2 separate regions of the Gossypium hirsutum genome follow, and region 2 is linked to region 1. Evidence: chromatin contacts called from public Hi-C data. All regions are on one chromosome and are shown on one strand. The core of a region is the stretch at or near the end of the contact, and the rest is flanking DNA. Distances in the headings are between cores, read along the strand shown. Region 1 has its middle 17 kb from the start of LOC121222458. Region 2 holds the start of LOC107916222 (ER membrane protein complex subunit 6).

Region 1 (2,964 bases), core at 230-2,729:
GAAGAAACACAGCATAGAGATTAAAGCTAAGGATTCCAAAACCGTGACGAAAGTCCACAGCACATCGTCGACGATGGAAATATCCTCCCACCTCCAACCGCCGGTCAAATACGACAAGTTGAAGTCAGGCCACCGGAAAATCGACGTCGGGAGAGTGAATTGGAAAGCCAGTCGCCGGAAAACTGACGGCGGGAACCACATGGGGCACATGATCTGTCTCCGATTCTCTTGCCGACAAAGGGGCCTTTCTTCTTAAAAAGCTTAATCTTTATGTTGTATTTAACACGATTGTTAATGGGATAGTTTCTAAATATTTTTGGATTAAAAATGGGTTTATTTCAACGTGGTGCGTTAGATTTTTATCAAACTCCACGTGATCCAGCAAGGATAAGACCATTTATATATTCAAAAGATTGTGTTTGAATTCTACGGATGAAAACATTTATTTATATTTTATTGAAAAATATCTAAAAATATTACCTTAAATAATTTCATTTCATTTAAATTAGTATTGTCTACCTACTCTACCTTCTGGATTAATTTTTTATTTGTTTTAAATTATAGAGTAAAAAATTAAAAATGTTGTTTGATATTATTCCACCATTGGTTCATATGATTGATTAAAGAACTTATTAAAAATCATAATAAAAAACAGTTTAATTGATTTTTTAGCTTGGTTCTACCGGTTCGTTTTGATTCACAGTTCGGTTAGCATGATGAATGTCTTCGGATCAATACCCCGACTGGTTCCCAGTTCGATCAGCCAATCCAATTCAAACAACCATGACTCTAAGTCTTTACGCTTTCTACATTTGGAATCTAGCCCTCTTGCTTTTATTTATAAAAATTTAATCTCTCTACATTTTGAATTTAAAAATTCACTTTCAAATATATATCATTTTAATTAAAAAATTAACAATATCAACTATTTGTACTAATTAATAACATTATAAAAATATAGAGACCGTTAAAAATTAAAATGTTTAAATTTAAGCAATTTAGAAAAATAAAAACTAAAAATTAGTGGTTTTATAAAATGTGAAAAAGAAAAGAAGTATGTTGCTTTGCGCCATGTGTCAATATATGGATATATAAATTTTGAGCAACTAAAATTAAAAGTATACCATTGTTTTAAAATCTTATTGTGTTGGTAGAAGGAATAGTTTGGACGCTACTTTCATACATACTGTATAGATTTTTTTTTATACGAGTTTAATATTATGATTTTTAATTTTTATTTTTTGATACAATGTTTAGACTTATTTATTATCCTTTTTTAACCTTTAAATTTCAATACACTCAAATTCACGTTCTCTTGCACTGATAATAATATCAATATTAACTGAATGAAATCCGTATTTATATGTTTTGTTTATTTTATGAATTGAATGGATGATAAAGACGCGGCAAGGAAGAAGATAAGCGAATATAAAACGTGAAATATACTGCCGAGAGTAGAAATCATGAAAAAGGGAATATTGTAAATGAAGCCCCTGGGCCCATTTAACTCATACTGATTGCTGAGGTTTTGGATTCTTTACAGTATAGATCCAATGAAGTATAAACTCAATGTTTTAGTTGGGCTGAGTACGCTTAAATGATTGGTTTTATTTTTTAAAATAATAAATTATTTTCATTTAAAACATGAATCTTTTCATGTTTAAATATTAAACTATTTAAGTATTTTCAAATGCCCAAAGATGGGTTGTTGGACCGAGTTAAGAGTTGGAGTTCCAGATTATTATTTGCAGGAGGTAAGGAAGTGTTTATTAAATTTATTTTATAAGTAGGAGTGAACAAAATTCGATTTGATTCAAAAAAATTAAAATTAAAATTAAATTTCGAGTTAATTGAATCTAGTTATTCGAGTCAACTCGAATAAGTAATTCGAGTTTCGAGTTCAAGTCGAGTTGAAATTTACAATTCGGAAAACTCAAATTATTCGAATAATAGATTGGTGTAAATACCCATTTGCTCCCTGTCAATTTTGAAAATGAATAAATTGATCTCTCTCAATAAAAAATTCAAAATATTTTTTAAAATTCAAAATATTTATAAAAATTCTACAATTTGTATTTTTTAAATTCTAAAGAATATATAAAGAAATTTAAAATTTTAATTTTTTTCTAAAATAATAATTTTGGGATCTAAATAAGTTAATTAATGATTCAAGTTTATCATACTAAAGTATCTTTCTGTTTCTTTTTTGCTTTAAAAAAGTTTTCAAATATATATGCTTTCAAATTTATGTACTCTAACATGGAAATAGTTATCTTGTAACAAGATTTTAATTTGACATGTTTAATTTTTTTAATTTACCTTGAACAATTTCACTCGACTCAAGTTTTATTTCACTCAACTCGATTCAAAAAAATTTTAAATCGAGTTAGGATGATAAAATAGGACTCGTCAACTCGATTACCTCAAAAAATTTTCACTTGATTCTACTCTATTCAATCAAACGCTCACCCCTATTTACAGGTGATTCCTATGTATACGATGTCATGTTTTCTTCTTCCTATAATTCTATGTCATGATCTTGAAAGTATTATTAGTGGATTTTGGTGGCAAAAGTCTAATTCAAGATGAGGCATACATTGATGTGTGTTGTCTAATTTATGTGTTCCAAAATCTAATGGAGGTTTAGGCTTTCACGACTTAGCCAACTTCAACATTGCCCTTAAAGCGAAGCAAGGGTGGTGGATTCTCTCTAATATGAATTTTCTTGTAGCTTGAGTTTTAAAATATTAATACTACCCTAACACATATTTTATGAAATCTAGTTTAGGGTCTTACCCTTGGCACACATAGAAGAGTATTTGGAGCTGTGGAGGCCTCCTAAAAGCGGAATTAAGGTGGAAGGTTGGGTCGAGGTTGAGTATTTCCATTTGAAATGATTACTGGTTACCTAGGTCAGGTCACAGACGAATCCAAGGGTTGAGGATTAATACTAGTATTCAACGA
Region 2 (2,700 bases), core at 84-2,583, 41 kb after region 1:
CCAATTTTGAGTTGAGCTCAAGTTTTTTTTCCGATCGAGTTCAATTAAGCATGATTACAGAACGCAATGTTGTGTAGAAAGTTTCTAAATCTAAAGAAAAGGATACGTCCAGAATAGCACAAATGACTGCAAAAATAAAAGAAGAATATAAGCCAAGGAAAAAGATGAAAGGTTAGGCAAAGCAAAAGAACAAAATTTAGATTCATTGAAGATATGGGAATACGTAAAGCAAGTCAAAACATAAAAGAAAAGGCTTTACCATAAGCCCACCCAAGAATCCATCGAGTATAATCCGATTCCAGCAATCAAAATAAGAATGAAGGGAGAACTTTGCCTTTGCTATGAGTCCAATTGAAGTAATTGCCATGACAATGAAATACAATATAAAACCCATAAAGCCTGTCAACCCTAAAATCCCAGCAATAGCCCCTCCGATTATCGACAAAAACGTTCGGCTGCAAATGAAACCACAATGCTTATCTCAAGTATTGGCTTTCAACACACAACTTTTAGTATCTTCACTAAATGTGAGCATAGACATACCTGTAATATACAACTTTCATGTTATTCTGCAAATTCTCTGCTCTAAAAGTTGATACATCATTCATAACTTCCTTTGATTTCTTCTCAGATGAACTTGAATCACCCTGTCCTGCCATTACCTGTCAATTCTGCAATCCAAATCCCAAAAATAATTCAGAACGACAAATTTTGAAATGATTTAAATCCGTAAAAAATCAAAGCATCAAACACTAATCAAAATGATTTGGAGTCAAAATAATCAATCCCATCCATCCAATTGACAGGCTTAGTATAAAGAAAACGAAAAAGAAATACCATATCGGTGAATTACCCAGTGAAGCACAAGCGAAATAGTTGAGAAACAATTATAAAGTCCTTACTGCGCTAATCTAAAAGATCAATGCAGCATTACTGATATGAAAAACAGATTCCGAAACATTTATCGTATTACATGTTCCTTTGACTACGGCAGAGCGTCTCAAATTTTGGAACTTCGATCAAAAGGCAGCATAGATATACATTATCAAATTTCGAAAATTTCAAGTGGTTAATATGAAAGAATATAAGAATTTTACATCCATGATAATCGAAACGTAGGGGATAGTAATGGATCTAAGCATCAACAAACCATTCAAAAACAGATAAGAGAATACAAAAAAAGAAAAAAAAGAGTTTACCCAGATGATCGGAGAATACGAGACACCCTTTTTTTCCTGTATTCTTCTACTGAGAATTTACTTCGAGATAGCCCACTCGAAATTTTTATTTTATTTTGATCAAGTCTTAAATAATCCCGTCTTTCCATTAAATGCCATTACACTCCCTTTACTTTTTCAAAATTATAAAAAAAATCCACAGAAATAAAAATTAGCATTTTTTTTTGGTTTTATTTTTTATGAATTATTGTTTAATCTTAATTAAACTAATTTTACAAGAGATGTATTTGTATCATCTTTTAAACATCCACATCGTGCGTATTTATCATTTTTATTATTCAATCTTTATTGTTTTGGGTAAATTAGTCGAATATGCCAATTTCAAAAGATATTAACGAAAGTAGGCCAATTTTGGAGAGAGAAACATAAAACGCATCCCTATTGCCATCTTTGCTGAAAAAGGACTTTTCTTAACGGTCAAAAAATCAAACTACTACGGTGTCCACCCACGCTTGGTTTTGGGTTAATTATTTATTTATTGACTAAATTATAGAGTAAAAATTTAAAGGTTATAATTTGCTCAAAGTTCTTATACTCTTTTCTTATTTGGAATTTAATCCTTCTACTTTTCGAATTTAAAAATTTAGATCCATCTGATAACGCTATTAAAATTATTTTGTTAAATTTGTTGTTGTGGCATTTTGAAATGAAAAAAAATACTCATTTGGTATCCATGTAAAAAAAAATAACATTGCAACGGACTTGAATTTAATAAAAATATTAAAATTCTAGAATAAATATTTGAATATTAAAATATGCTTTGAAATTTAGTATTTTTATTTTTATTTTTAGAAATTTAGCTCCTTTTCCTTTTAAATTTAAAAAATTCAGATCTAATTGTTAATACTATTAAATATTTTAAAATTAAAAAAAATTAATTGCAATGTATTTAAAAAAATGATATTGTAATGTATTTTAATTTAACAAATAACTTTAATAGCATTAATAACTCTAAAAAGTTACATCAGGATAATAATCAAAATAAAATATTTGAGTTAATAAATGACATTGTGAAAAATTGAGTTGCCAAATTACATCAAAAAGTAGAAGTATAAAGATTAAATTTTAAATTGGAGTGTAACATAAGGATTAAAACTGAAATTTGACTATTATTTCATAATCTAAAATTTGAGTGTAGCATAAGGACTAAAATTGAAAATTTATCATTATCCTATAAAAAAAATAGAGGCTATACCACATGTCAAGCATGAGGAATGTCCTTTGAACCTTCTTTTTATGATTGAGTGTAACTCAAGGATGAAAATAAAAAAATTATCATTATTATATAATTTTAAATTTGAGAATTTAAAATTTTCCTATAAAATGTAAAAAAGAAAAAAGGTAAATAATTTTTATATTTACATTATATTAAATTTTCGTCTATTATTTATTTATTTTATACTTTACCCATATATAATGTGTATAGGATTAGTATAAGCAATATTTTTGTGAAAAACAAATT

What was found. A called contact is a pair of places that touch in the nucleus more often than the background predicts.
Region 2: a Hi-C map of leaf shows a contact between it and region 1, with 4 times the contacts expected there. The contact joins the promoter of LOC107916222 here to the enhancer-like site in region 1. A contact is called at or near these places in 17 of 34 Hi-C or Micro-C datasets (callus, cotyledon, fibers and 4 more).

Annotation. Positions count from the first base shown.
Region 1 is chrD10:53,383,077-53,386,040 of Gossypium_hirsutum_v2.1, forward strand. No RefSeq gene overlaps it. Among protein-coding and RNA genes, the nearest start is that of LOC121222458, 17 kb to the right of the region's middle. Within about 2 kb of position 1,480, at least 9 of the 9 cell types and tissues checked have an H3K27ac peak or open chromatin away from gene starts, as enhancers often do. A contact at or near this core is called in cotyledon, fibers, hypocotyl and 1 more, where this site is marked.
Region 2 is chrD10:53,423,785-53,426,484 of Gossypium_hirsutum_v2.1, forward strand. LOC107916222 (ER membrane protein complex subunit 6) reads right to left here and starts at 1,334. Exons shown (of 5, transcript XM_016845379.2): 1 at 1,200-1,334; 2 at 544-671; 3 at 260-455; 4 at 107-126. The coding sequence starts at 659.